Linked DNA regions of Ovis aries: region 1 is linked to region 2. The links are chromatin contacts, called in public Hi-C maps. All regions are on one chromosome and are shown on one strand. Each heading gives the region's core, a stretch centred on a gene start, on an enhancer-like site or on the middle of the called end of the contact. The rest is flanking DNA. Distances are from core to core; before and after follow the strand shown.

Region 1 (7,307 bases), core at 3,511-6,010, 73 kb after region 2:
TTGCGCTGTGATCACTGTGGTTTTGATTTGCATTTCCTGTCGGAGCGCCCTTTAACGTACTTACTGGCCATTTGTGTCACTTGTCGGAGTCATGTCCATTCAGACCCATTGTCTCTTTTTTAGATCATTTGTCATTTTATTATTGAGTTGTAATTATTCTTTGTACTTTCAGGATACAGATGCCTTATCAGACATAACGGTTTGCAGGAATGTTCTCCCATTTTGTGGGTTGTCTTTTCACTTTATTTCATTTTTTTTTTTTTCGCTTTCCTAACAGTGCCCTTTGAAGCACCAAAGGGCTATTCATTTTGATGTAGTCCAATCTTGAGCTTCTGGTGTTCTATCTAAGAAACCCTCGCTTAATCCACGAAGGTGAAGAAGATACAAGTGTGTATTTTCTTCTAAGAGTTTCCTCCTTCTGGCTCTGACATTTGGCTCTTTGATCTATTTTGAGTTGACTTTGATGGTATGTGATGTGGGGTTGGCAGCATGTTTTGAAGGCAGAGTCGACCAGATATAGAGAGAGGGGAGATAGAGGACGGCCCGAGGATCTTGGCCTGCCCAGCCGGTGACCGGAAAAGCGAAGACACGCAATTGGAGGCGGGGAATCTAGGGGCCTGTTTTGGCACATGAGGTCTCAGACCAGCGTGGGCAGTGAGTAGACATGGTCAGCGGGCAGTGGGACCCGCAAGTCCGGAGTCCCAGCACGGAGAGACAGAGTCCAGATGGGATTTATTGAAGCCATGGGGCGTGACGAGAAGTGGGTGAGTGGCCCGTGTGGCTGGCCTGGGTCATGTCTTGACACGTCGCTCTGAGATGCACGGAGGCGGGGAAGGAACAGCCCTTGAGGTTGGAGGAAAACCGGAGGGTCTCATGAGACGTCACAGAAGAGGCTGTGAGGCAAGGGGTCAGCCTTGCCCTTCACTCATGCTGTGCGTTCTTAAGCAGATGCCTCCCCTGAGTCGGGAAGATCCCCTAGAGAAGGAAATGGCAACCCACCCCAGTACCCTTGCCTGGAAAATCTCATGGACGGAGGAGCCTGGGAGGCTACAGTCCATGGGGTCGCAAAGAGTCGGACACGACAGAGCGACTTCACTTTCTTTTCACTCTCCCCTCTCTGGGCCTTTCTTTTCTTGTCGGTGCAGGGACAGTGTGAGGCCCGTAAAAGGCACCCTCCAGAGTCCCATGTTTACTGGCTTGTGACTGTATCCCCCTGTATATAAAAATAACAAGATTCACTCCAGCGCACCTACTCCATCGTATTCATGTACTGGTTCTCTCTGTATCTGCGCACGTGTGCACACGCGTTCACATACATGGAAAGATGTCTGTAATGAGGCCAACCAGAAGTTACCAGTGGCTGACATTCACAGAGGGCCCATCGCACGCCGGGTGGGGGGATGGCAGGGGCTGGGGAGGCTCCCAGGTCTCACGCACGCCCGCCCCCTGCTGGCAGCTCCGAGTTCACACCCTTTCTGCCCGCTGGTCCTCTGTTGGTTCAGCCCTGAACCCAGAAGCTGAGGACTAGTGTTATGGATCTTTTCCCACATGGTCAAGTCTCAGAGGGGTCAAGGCACTCACCCGAGGTCATACGGTTATGAAGTGGCTGAGGCTGGGCTGAACCTAGACCCGCTGATCCTATATGTGACCCCCCCCCCCCCCCGCATCATTTGAGGTGGACCACCCACCATGGATGTGGGCAGGGGTGAGCAGAGGTGGGCATCGGGCACCCTTGCCCTTTGGCCTTTGAGGTGCAGCATGGCCCCTCTCATGACATATTCTTCCTGCCAAAGGGGAAGCCCCAGTCAAATCTCCTCTTCTTGTGTCTCCCGCGTCTCAGGGGTCAACGAGGGACCTGGGCAGGGAGCGTGCCCTCCCGGACAATGAGCCTCCACTCTGGCAGGTGAGCCCCACAACCGCGGGCCCTCGGAGGAGCCACAGCTTCTGCAAGGACAGGAGGACCGGGCCCTTCGTGGTGAGTGATGCCGGCGTGGCTGGAGCGGACGCTGCTGGGGACGTCCCAGGCTGGTCCCAGGGCCTGAGGAGGGTGAGGGTGGGCTCCCGGTGATCGTCCGGGAGCCTGCTGCGGCCTGGCTGGGCCGTGGCTCGTGTTTCGACATGAGACGGTGTTTGCCGGCTCTGCCGGGGAAGCTTCCCCTCTGGTGGGTTTGTGGCCCCCTCTGGAGGGGCAGCCCCTGGTATCTGGCACCGTGAGGTTAGAACAGGCCCTGGAGTCTTGAGAGCCCTGGGTTCACATGCTGGCACCATCTCTGCTTCTTTGAGCAACTCGCTTAATTCTTCTGCACCTCAGTTTGTTCACCAGGAAAACGGGACTGTGATTCCTGTCTGTTTTGTGCTGTTGGGAGGATGGAGTGAGATTGTGTGGGGCCCAGCGTGTCATAATTCAGACAGTAACCGATGGTGTGGTAACAATGGGAGGACAGCAGCATCGGGCTGGTTCTGCAGCTGGATTGCCTGGATTCATTCACATCCTGGCTCTGCATGGAGCTAGGGGTCTGACCTCAGTTTCCTCATCTATAAAATGGGTATAATAACAGCATCTACTTCATGGGCTGATGTGGGACTCAGATAACTCGAGAAGTGTTTGGCTTGCTCCTAGTTACACAGTAAACACTTTACTAACTGTTATGTTACCATTATTATGATTGTTGCTTTTGTGTATCCTTTTGGCTGTCAGTGAGCTCCGTCCTTAGCCAGCACTTCCTCCCTCTCAGCCTGATTCCTCACTTGTGAAAGGAGGCGGGTAAGTGAGGCAGCAGGACCCCAGGGGAGCCCCCGTCTGCCCAAGCCTCAGTGTCCCCAGCTGTGCTCCAGGGCTTCACCACTTCTGATTTTCCATGATTTTCTTTTCTGTTTTTTTTTTTTTTTTTTTTTCACTTTTGTTCCATGATCCTTGGAGATGTGCTGAGCTCTGCACTTCCTCCTAAAGTCCCTCCCAGGCCCTGGGCCCTGCCTGGGGACATCTGAGATAAGCCTTTTTAAATGAGCAACACCGTTCCACACCCAAGGTCATTCTGAGTTGCAGGACTCCGTGCATTTCAGTGGTCTTTTGTGCCTGGTCCCACGTCTCAGAGACGTGGGATCCGGCAGTATTGACATCTGAGGTCTGTTCCTTCTAGCTCTGTGACCACCAGCAACAAACTTCACTTGTCTGAACCTCTGTCTCCTCCTCTGTAAAATGGGGTGAAGATGCTGCCCCTGGCAGAATTCTTGCCAAGAGCTGACAGTGAGGCTGGGGGTGACTTTGCCCGTGAAGGGACTCAGACCTTGGCTGAGAAGCCCCCGAAAATTCACAGGTGTCCAGATCTCTGCTGCTGATTCCTTTTTCACCTTTGTCTCCACTCTCTCTCAGGCACTGACTCAACTTATCTGATTGTGTGTGTGTGTTTGTGTGTGTGTGTGTGAGAGAGAGAGAGAGAAGGCAAAGGTTATGGAGGGAACAGCATACTCGTCCCAGTCTCTGCTTGCTGTCCCTTCTTCTTTCTCCGTGGAGTCCTTGGGTGGCTCGCCTTGGCTCCCTTCCTCTGGCCCCAGAGGCCTCTGCCCCATTGCAGTCTGTTTGATCACCTCTCCCCTGGAGGCGTCTGGGTCTGGGTACTGAATCTGAACCAGACAGAGCTGGGGCCTCGGACCTAGGTTCCCGGCTCTCAGGACTGACGCCTACAGTTCTGGGGAGTGATCACCAGGAGGGCAGTGGTGGTGCTCTCGCTTTCTTATGCCTCCCAAATCCTGACTATGGGGACTTTAGCACTGGGGTGCTGGGGTGCTGGGGCTCTGGAGGCTGGAAGAAGTGGGTTCAAGTTCTGGCTTTGGCACTCTGTGACCTTGGGCAGGTGACTTGATGGACCCCAATGAGCCTGTTTTTGCTTCTGTAAAATGAGGATGGTCCTAAGTGGCCTCAAGAGTAGTTTTGTGGGCAGGAAGTGAAGTCGCTACGCGCTCAGAAGAGTAAACTCCCACTTCACGCCTTGGCGCAGGGATGGCTGTTCCTTCTCCTCCTCCACTGCCATTGCCCTTCTTCCTCCTCCTCCTCACTCCCTCTCCTCCCCTCCTCCCTCTCTTCCTCACCTGGGCCAACTCTCTCATTATGAACAGGGAAGTTGAGGCCCCCAGAGGGGCGCCCAGGGCGACCCTGCAGGTGACACCTGGGGTCCCTGAGCCCCGCTTGGCCGGATGGCTGCCCTGCCACTCTGGAGGTCAGAGATGGTCAGACCTGTGTTTTGCACCCCGTGGGGGTATTTGGAGAGCCTCTCACTAGTGGATAAACGCCATCTGCTGTTACTTCCGTCACTCTTGATCGATGACTTTGTTCTGTTGGTTTCCAGTTGAGATTCAGGTCCATTTCCCTTTTTTGAGCCTGTGCCCCAAGCCTTGTCAATCCCCAGTCCCCTCTTCTTGTTAGGGAATATGAATCCCATTTTGCAGAGGAGGAAACTGAGGCTCAGAGAGGTTAAGCCACTTGCCTCTGGCCACACAGTCAGAAAGCGGGGGAAGCTGGAATGGACACTGGGCCTACTTCACCTCCAGCCTTGGCCCCAGACCCTTTCTGCTCCGGCACTGTGCCTGTGGCCCAGCCAGCCTGCCAGCCCCTCTCAGCTCTTGGGCCTGCAGTGCTTGGGACACTCGCTCACGGGGAAACAAGACACCCAACCAAGCCCCTGGGCTGAGAATGTGACATTTGTCCTGTACAGGTTTGGCCACTGTCCAAAGGGTGCCTGGGACACACCAGGGCTGGTGCCCTGCTGATCTAAAGAGCCCTGCCCACCCCTGACTCATCAGACCCTGAGCATGAGGTCAGACTGGTCCCAGCCGGCCGCTTCAGAGAACTTACCATTCCGAACCTCTCTTTTCCTCCTCTGTAAAGTGGTGAATCACAGAAATGACAATACCCACCATGGTGCTTACTGTGGGGCATGGACCCTAGTTTATCCTCATTTTGCAGGTGGGAAAACTGAGGCTCAGAGCCAGTAAGTACCTCTGGCAAGGTCTAAGTCTGGAGTCCAGGCTCCTAATCAGCTGCTGACCCTCCCAGTACTCTATGACATCGTGGGGTAGAAGGACGGGGCTGGAACGAGATGGTTTATAAAGCGCTTAGCACAGCGCCTGGCGGTGAAGAACTGCCTGATAGATGTATCTGCTGTTAATTATGATTTGCTGCCAGCTGTTTTTATTCCCCTACATTCTCTTGAAAGTCTACTGATAGAGCAGGAAGTTGTCTCCAATCTTAGGAGTCCTTGGCTGCTGAGGAAACGCGGCAGGGCAGGGGAAGGTGTCCGACCCAGGGTCCCGCAGCCTGGCTGGGCTGGGGCTGGAGCTCTGACTCCGCAGCCAGGGTTCTCCCCGGTCCCCTGCTTCCCCCGGGGCACCCCTAGGACCTAGGGTCTATGTGGCAGGTGTGAGCCCTGTGCCGTCTCCTCCTTAACTCCTCCGGGGCTGGTGGTGGGTGGGCGCGCCCACGTTTCCTCGTAAAGTGAGCCTTTGGCCCGCACTTGCGGATCATAAAACATGGTGACTCAGCCTTGGACCGTGACGGTGAGTCTCGGTTCACCCCGGAGGCCCCTCCTGTGACCATGAAGGCACAGATTCACCAGCTCTGGGGGTTCCCTGTGATGGGGCAGGCAGGCGGGCCCCTGGGAACCTCAAGAATGTTCTCTCCAGTCCCCAAACTCGTCGGTCTGCATTTGCTGGCTCATCTGGTGATGAGTTCACCTCGTCGTGGGCCTACCGTGTGCCAGGGAAGGGGAGAGAGGCTGAGGTGAGGGGACTGGGCGGGTGGGAGCTGGCCCAGCAGCGTGACCCCTCTGCCTGGGTGAGTCCGGACGATGGACTAGCCCTTGGCGCGTGATGTGGAGCTGAGTGGTGAGGACCTGGCGGCAAGCTGGGCTCTCGGGAAGCCCAGGAATCCTCTTGGCAGGTGGCTAATTTCATTTGTTAATTGCTTCTTGTTTTTCACTGCTGAGCCGATGGGGCTGGAGAAGAACTGAGTAATTTATGTCTCAGCTGATTAAAGTTTCTTTTCGGGATTAAAACCAGCCAGACCAGAAAGCCTTTGTTTCTTAGGTCTTAAAATGCAAATGACCAGTTGTGCCTGAGATTTTTGTATTGGGGAGATTTTGTGTTTATCCAATTACCCAGCTATCTCTCCACCCACTCACCCACCCTCTCATCCACCCACCCACCTACCTTCCCACCCATCTATCTTCCCACCCACCCACCCTCCATCCACCCACCCATCCTCAGTCCAGTTTTTAATACAGGCAAAGCTCTACAGGACAAGTTATCTTGTCCTCACATCAGCTCCCACTCTCAGACTATAAACCCAGGATGACGCACACTGGTCGTTTGTTGGTTCCGCAGCTTGCTGAATGTCTTGAGTGGCAGAAGTGGGCTGAGTACCTACTGTGTGCCACGTGCTTTTCGCTCCTTCAGGTGTAGCCGTGAACCAAGATGTGAATACTCTGGTGTGGGGAGAGCGTGGGGTTTTCCAGGAGCTTCCAGGCGTTACCTGGGGAGGGATGGGCTTGAGCATGTGGACAAGACCCAGCTGAGAAGCACCCTCAGGGTTAAAATAAGGGGCAGTGGTGTTTTCCACAGCCAAGCAAAGTTATGACTAGGGGTGTAGGTCAGAGATGCAGCTTGGGGCGCCCTCTAGTGGCCATTTCAGGGGGCGGTTGGAGAGGGTAAGCTGGAAGCTGGGAGACCAGTTAGGAGGTGTTTGAACCATTTGGGTAAGATCTTTAAAAAAAAAAATACACACACACACACGGACACACACATGAAAGGGAAGTTGCTCAGTCGTGTCCGACTCTTTGCGACCCCATGGACACCAGGGTCCTCCATCCGTGGGATTTTCTAGGCAAGAGTACTGGAGTGGGTTGCCATTTCCTTCTCCAGGGATTCTTCCTGACCCAGGGATCAAACTCAGGTCTCCTACATTGTAAACAGACACTTAACCGTCTGAGCCACCAGGGAAGTCCATATATATATATATATATATATATATATATATAGGTTAAGTATATTTAACAGAAAATTTGCCATTTTAACCATTTTTAAGCATACTATATGGTATCATTAAATACATCCACAGTGTGTAACCATCACTACCATCGGCCTTTAGAGATTTTCTCATCATCCCAGACAGAAACTGTGAACCACTAAACACTAACTCCCTTTGCCCCTAGCCCCCAGCCCCTGGCAACCTCTGTTCTGTGATACTTTCTGTCTCTATGCATTTGCCCTTTCTGAGTACTTCTTATAAATGGAGCCATTTAGTATTAATACTG
Region 2 (7,534 bases), core at 501-3,000:
CAATTAAGCACAGTATTTTCTGAGTACATACTATTTGGCAAGCCCTGCCCTAGGCACTGAGAATCAGGAGGGAACTAAAGAGACAAAAGCTCCTGCTTCCAGAAGTTCTAGAAAGGGCAGCGAACAATAAACAGGGACTTGATTTGCTGATATAATACACACATAATGGAAAAACCCTACTTTAAAGGTGGATTTTGAGGCATTTTTACTTTCAATCCAACTATTCTCCCTACCTCGAAGTCACCACCCTGGGCATGGTTGTCATATTTACTTTTTACTTATTTTAAAAAATATTTATTTGGCTGTACCAGGTCTTAGTTGCGGCACGCAGAGTTACCAGTTGCAGCATGCGGGATCTTTTTTCAGTTGCAGCATGCAAACCCTTAGTTACAGTATGTGGGACCTAGATCCTAGACCAGGGGTTGAAGGGAAGGAAGGGGTCCTGGGAAAGTCCCTGAATGGCACTGTCCCCCGTCCTTGGGAAGAGAAAAGCCAGGGCTGGGAGCAGGGGGAACACGGAGTCCCAGCAACTCACAACCAGGGAAGCGCCTGGTAGTCTTATTTAAAAGCTACTGAGTTGGATCCTACTGACGACTGTTTTCCAGACATACAGCTGATACAAGAGATTATTCTAAGCTGCAAGACGTCATAGAGCCACTACCTCACCACTTCTGGGTTCCATCACCATGGACAAGTCTCCTAGGGAGCCTCAGAATGCTCCTTGATAAGATACGGAGGTGCTGATCCTTGCTCCAAAAGTGGAGATTTAAAGAAACAATGGATATGATGTATCTCCTGGAGCCAAACAGCATTACATTCTTTTTTTCTCTTTGACTTCACTGAGGTCCAACTGACTTAGTCTTTTAGTTATTGTCTCCATACAATTCCTTCCTAAGGAAGGAAGCACGAGTCCCAAATGCAGTTCAACTTATTTGTCTAAATATTGTTTACAGTGTCTGTAAGCTCTATGAGAATCTGTATCTTGCCAGCTGTATCTTGTCTCTGTCACCAGTGAAGTCCCCACCAGTATCACGGGTCCCTGGCATCCAGCATACTGTAGGTGCTGAATAGAAACCTATGGAATGAAATGAGTAAAGGATAGTAAATCAGACATTTTCTCGTTCAGGAGAGACTTCCTACGGTTCTCTCAGCTTGTCCAAAAAGTCTCTTTTCGGCTCACCCTTCATCCCCCCACTTCTACATAAGGCCGCAGCGATGACACTAGGTGCCCTGGCGGAAATGAGCCGCCCCGGGTGCGATTCCCCTGCTCGCCGCGAAGAGGCGCGAGCGCTACGCACAGACCGGGCTCGCTCCACGCGCCCATAGCCCAAGCGATTCAATGGGCGAGGCTCTCCCGAGCTCCCAGGCTGCACTAGGCTCTCGGGCGCAGACACGGCGGCGGTTCGCGGTGTGTGTTGTGGGTGACTCCCGGCCAAAGCCGGGGGCTAACCCCGGCAACGCAAGCAGGCATCACGAACAAATGTTCTGAGTCAGGCGAGGCAGGGTCGGGGCTCTAGGGCCAAGAGCACTTCCGGGAGGAGTCTCGGGGGAAACTCGCGACCTCTGACCTGCCGGACCGTCCCCCCGGTCCCGGCGCCAAGCGAGAGCTCGAGTCCGCGGGCTGAGCTCCGCCCCGGGGCCCTCCGCGCAGGCGCCGCCGGCCGCCGTTCCCATGGCGACGGGGGGCGCTTCCCTGTCCGAGGCCCCGCCCCAGCAGGCTAGGCTGCGCGGGGCCGCGGGCAGCGCAGGCAGGTGCCTCGGGCTGCGGGCAGGTGGCGGCGCGGCGCGGACCGGCGGCGGCGGCGGCGGCTCTAGGGTAGGTTGCGCCGTGGCCGCGGCGGATCGGGGCCGGCCATCAGTCCCGTGTCCCCGGCCTGTGAGGGGATAGAGGAGGCGGTGGCCGGCGGTGGCTGCCAAGTTTCTGCTCCGCTGAGGCCCCCGGAGAAAAGTTGACAAAGTTAGCCTGGGAAGAGGTGGGGACCTGGTGGGTCTCCCCGGGCTCTGGATCTCCGGGGAAGGGGCATCCCGACTTGAGAGCCGGAAGGTCTGTCTCTCCAGACTTGGGAGTGGAGCCCGCGGGAAGATCCAGCACTGGGCTACCAGTGGATCCCGCGCCACTCGGCTGGAGACCTGCGAGTCGATATTCGGAGTGGATCTGGCGCCGGTGGCCCGGGGTACCATTGGGTCCCCAGCCTGGGGTGACTGTGGACGGTGATTGGAAACTGGGAGCTAGTTGATCCCTCTCCCCTGCCCCCCACTGGTCCGAGCCTCGGGAGTGATTCCGAGAGGAGACCTGGTGGCCGGGAACTGGGGGATCGTTGGAGATCCGGGCTACTCAGCCTGCGACTGCTAGGATCTGGACGACCGTGCGGGTTGGAGGCCCAGGAGGTGGACACTGGGAAGCGGGGGTGCGGATCGAGGCGGAGCCGGAGGCGAAGGGATCCTGCGGGCAGCGGGGGCGGTGGAGAGAGCGGCGCGCCGGGCCCCGCGGGCGCCGGACGCGCCCTCCCCACCGGGCCTGTGCACCCCCTCCGCTTTCCTTCCCAGGGCAGAGGCTCCCTGATGAGATTAAGGCTCAATCTCCCTGCTCCCCGGCAGGCTCGGCTGGCCCCCCACCCCGCTGGCGGCGCCGCCTAGGGCTACAGGCGGGGCCCTGGGGAAGGGAAGCGGCGCGTTGACCCCCGACCCGGGCCCGACCTTTCCACATCCTCCTAGCAAGCACCGAGCGCGTAGCCGGGGCGCCGCGCCCCGAAACCCTGCTTCTCCGCTGGTCCGTGGCGGGCCCGTAGTGGCGCGGGCGTATGACCTGCGCGCGCCACCTGGGTGGCCAGGGCTTCCTGCCCGCGGGACTGAACTTTCTCCAGCCAGGAACTGCCACTACCTTTTGGAAAGGAAAGGACTGTACCTGTTGCACAAAGAAAGTGATTTTTGTTTGCAGCTTCTTTGTGACCCTGGGACAAAATGCTTAACATCTCTGAGCCCAGATCTCCCTTCGGGGCACAGTGGAGTGGGGGTGGGGTCGCAGTCCTCCCTTTTCTGGGTGACTGGCGGGATTAATAGATATAAAAGGTATGAAGCAGGTTTGGGCTGTGTAAATACTGGTGGACCCTCATTCTGTGGCCTCTCCTCTCCCTTGTCTCATCCCCTGCCGCCTCCCCTAGGGTATCTGAAGGAAAGCTCAAGAAACTCAACTTGCTATCTTTTCAAACTACAGGATTAGAGAGATATTTAACTTGGTCTTTCTTCCAAAGGGGTTTAATTGCCCCTCTGATCCCCCTTGCAGAGAGAAGCTCTGAGGGTTTGGCTAATCAGTAACCTCACCATTTGGACAAGACTTCTCCTTTGGCCCAGCTTTTCCTTTGCTAATGCATCAGAGCTCCTGGACAAATGTGCATTCACCCCCAGACACTGACATCTCACCCCTAGGACAGTTCCAGAGGGAGCTGTGCAGACACTCGTTGAGGTCCTTGTGGTTTTAGGGGGAATCTTTTTGAAAGGATTGGCATGCTTGACAAGGGTGCAATTATCCTAGAGAAGTACAGGGTTTCGTTTGGTACCGTGTCTAGGTACGTGAGCGGCTCTTTGGTCAACTAGGGTGTGTATTGAGCACCTACTATGTGGAGGACACTAGAAATGACGTGACCCAGAGCAATATAGAGTCTGTCCTTCTGGCTTGCAGTCTAGGTATGAGCAACCAACTTGCCCTGTAGTTGTAGAGACAACTGTACTGATTCTTGATGTTGGGCGTACAGCCCTCACCCCAGATTCTGGAGGTACCCCACCCACTTTGAAGGCCCTGGGGGTTGGTTTTTATTCAGGACTGATCTTGGCAGGAGAATGGAACAGTCCACTATCTTGTCCTGAGCCTTACTCCCCTCTCAGCACCCCCAGAATACATCTCTGACCAACTCAGAAAGAGAGCCCCAAGGGGAATGTTTTAAAAGGGTATTTATTCATTCATTCAACAAATATTTCAAGACAGTGTGTCAAAGAGAAGGCTGGTGGTCACACCCTTAAGGGGCAAAGTCTATGTGAAAAGAGGCAATTGTCTGGGAGGAGGGGCTGATGACTTCTGGCCTGGGGAGGGATGGAAGGCAGGGAAGCTTTCTTGGAGAGCTGGTCTACCAGTGGGGAGAGGATGGTGCGCTGTAAAGAGAACAGAAAGGCCTAGACAGAGGAGGGAGTGTGGGGTGTTGGCAGGAGAAGCTGGCAGGGGCCAGGTCAGCTATTCCCAAGGATCTGGACTTTATTCCAGGGCAGTGGGGCACTGTGGAAGTTTCTCTGGGGGAGAAGGATGGTGTCAGATGTGTGTTTTGGGAAGCTTGCCCATCTCTTGGGGAGGTTGGATGAGGGTGTGCCAGGAGGCTGGAGACTGCTCAGAAAATCCAGGTGAGCGGTGACAATGGTACTAAACTTGGATAGAGACAGTGGTCAGTGTTGTGTTTAGAGAGCTGCTCAGTTGAGGACCCTTTCTGGAGGCCGGGCAGTCAGTCTGGAGAAGGAAACGCTCAAGGGAAGTGGCCTAAAAATTTTTAATGTCTGTGTTTCATTCCATTCAGCACACCTCCCTGTGCATCAGTTGTCCGCTTGCCCTGGGAGGGTCATGAAACATCCAGGTCCTCCCGGGACTTCACCCTGGAACCCTCACCACCTTCCTGTGGGAGGAGGTAGGGCTTATTCTTCGTGATTTACAGATTCAGGACTCAGTGGTGTGGCAGCAAGGTCTTTGCCAGCCCCCAGTGGCAGAACAGGGATTTGAACCCACTTCCCACTTGCATCTTGTGCATGTTTGGAGTCAGGGAGGTTGAGTAGAGAAACCACGAAGGTTGGTGAGGTTGGGTCAGGATGCAGCAGGGGTAAACCCAGAGAGGCTTCCAGGAAGAGGCAGGGACAGAAAGGAGGAAGCTGGCCAGGAAGAACTGGGGAGAGAACTTAGAGATAGCACATAACATATCAGGACAACCACTTTTTATGAGACCCTTTACAAGCGCTGGGCGCTGGCGAAGCTCTTTTGTTCTTTTCTAAATTCTTCGCAGCAAACCCAGGCGACGCTACTTCTGAGACCCTTGATTCTGCAGTTTATCAGACCGAGGCTTCAAGGAGTCCTTCTGCCCAGGCCCTACTGCCCAAACTCCTGTCACTTACAAGGAACCTCAAAACTTTGAGTTGAGGGATAGACACACACATACACATTTTTTTTCCCTTCAGTGTGATGTATATCTTATTGAGCATTTTCTGTGGGCAATTCAAAAGAGCCCCTGCCCTTAGGAATTCACTCTGCAAAAATCTGGTCCACCGAATGGGAGGAAGGGAGGGGGAAGTCAAAGTGAGACAAATATGGAAATGATCCTGGATTGACTTCTGGGAAGTAGTTATCACTACTGCATTTGCTATAAAGGTCAGTTGAGTGACCTTTGAATCTTATCTCCGCTGAGAATATAAAATATGTCCCCAAAGCCAGCTCTTTGGATGTTTACATCACTGAGTCAGAAGAGATACACACACACACACACACACACAGTATAATAATATATATAATGTTCTGTATGACGACATATATCATTTTATTCCTATAATGATATATATAATGACTTCCCTGGTTAAGACTAACTCTATAGAGTCCAATGGTTCTGCTGCAGGTGGCAAGGGTTGGATCCTTGGTCAAGAACTAAGATCTTGTGTTCTGTGCAACACAACCAAAATAATAATAATAATATATGTGTGTTATTGTGAAAATAACATGTAACACACCAAACACTTCAAAGATGGCAAAATGATTTTATGTAAAGTAAAATAAAATCCCACCCAAGACCCGCAGTCCCACTGCTCAGAGATAATGCAGTCAGCAGTTTCCCTTGACTGTCCATAAACTTTCCACGTCCGTATGCTCTGTTTCCTTCCTTCCGAGCCCTTATCACATTCTAACTATTTTAAAATTTTTTTTTTTTTTTCGGTCTATTCTGGAGCCAGATGGAAAGAGTTGCATCTTAGTTCTGCCACTTATCAGCTCTGTGACCTTGGCAGGTGACTTAATCTTTCTGAGCTGCAGTTTCCTCTTTGGTTTTGCTATTATTTGGTCACCAAGCCATGTCCTACTCTTTGCAACCCCATGGACTGTAGCCCGCTTAGGTTCCTCCGTCCGTGGGATTCTCCAGGCAAGGATACTGGAGTGTGTGCCATCTCCTTCTCCAGGGGATCTTCCTGACCCAGGGATCGAACCTGTGTCTCTTGCATTGGCAGGTGGGGTTTTTTTGTTAACCGCCGAGCCACCAGGGAAGCCCCTTGCTCATCGGGCAGTGGGGACGACAGCGGGCCTCGCCTCTGAGGGTTGCTGTGAGGAGGGAAGAGAAGGCACACGGTCAGAGCTCAGTGCGTGGTGGTTGGTATCGTTGTTCTTGTTCCTTGCGGTCGTTGCAGTGGAGTTGGCATTGCTTCTTGTCCCTCTAGACAGCCCTCCAAGAAGGTAGAGAACCCTATCTGTCTTCACTGCTATTTTCTTAGTGAATAGTTGTGGAATAAACAGATGAACAACAGCCATCATAAGTCAAAGAATTTCACACAGAAGTTAAACGTAGATCTGAACCCATATTAGACTCAGTTGACTTACTGTACTCTCTTGAAAAGGTGAACAGTATGCCAAGGCAGGAAGGTGCTGTTGGTTCCTGAGCAGACGCCCTGCTGCTGGGCATTCTGAGTGGTCTGTTATCTTGCTGTGACACCCAGTGTCACAGTTAACATCCCTGGTCACGTGTCTTTGCATACCTGTTGCACTCGATAAGAGGACAGATTCCAGGATGGGGAACAGTTGGAATAAGAGGTATTTAGGATGTCGGTCTTTCCTGTTTGTAAAATGGACACAAGATGCTTGTGACCATTAGCAATAAGGACTGTGAAACACTTGGCAACAAGCAGATGACAAATAAGTGATCCTGTGAGTGTGGGCCTGGGGTGGGGGTTCCCGACTGGGTTAGAGTGAGGAATTCTGCAACACTTAAAGTTGGTTACATAATTCGATATTCCATTGCAGAGAATCAAGATCCAGACTGCTTGCGTTCAGACCACAGCTCCGTTACTCTCCCACTGTGTGACTTTGGGCAAAGTAGTTAACCTCCTGGTGCCTCAGTTTCCTCATCTGTAAAATGGGAGTAACAGTGGTGCCTGCCTCCTGAGATGGATGAGCATTAGATGAGTTAATACATAACGCCCTACCTAAAAAAAATAAAATAAAATGAACTTATGTATAAAACAGAAATACACCCGCAAACATAGAAAACAAACATATGGTTACCAACGGGCAAAGGGATGGGGGAGGGATCAATTAGGAGTTTGAGATTCACAGATACACATGACTATATGTAAAATAGATAATTAATAAGGACCTACTGTACAGCACAGGGAACTATACTCAATATTTTGTAATAACCTATAAGGGAAAAGAATCTGAAATATCACTAAATCTCTATATATAAACTATATATACATAACTAAATCACTGTGCTGTACCTGAAACTAAGCCTATTATAAATCAACTATA

Evidence for each region. Hi-C and Micro-C count contacts between places; a contact is called where the count stands out from the background.
Region 1: a Hi-C map of hypothalamus shows a contact between it and region 2, with 7 times the contacts expected there. The contact joins the enhancer-like site here to the promoter of KIAA1671 in region 2. A contact is called at or near these places in 11 of 16 Hi-C or Micro-C datasets (blood, hypothalamus, liver and 6 more).

What each region holds. Positions count from the first base shown.
Region 1 is chr17:65,364,346-65,371,652 of ARS-UI_Ramb_v3.0, forward strand. All of the region lies in intron 5 of KIAA1671 (KIAA1671 ortholog), which reads left to right. Among named protein-coding and RNA genes, the nearest start is that of KIAA1671, 71 kb to the left of the region's middle. Within about 2 kb of position 4,761, at least 7 of the 54 cell types and tissues checked have an H3K27ac peak or open chromatin away from gene starts, as enhancers often do.
Region 2 is chr17:65,294,847-65,302,380 of ARS-UI_Ramb_v3.0, forward strand. It overlaps KIAA1671 (KIAA1671 ortholog), which reads left to right and starts at 1,751. Exons shown (of 12, transcript XM_060400832.1): 1 at 1,751-1,816.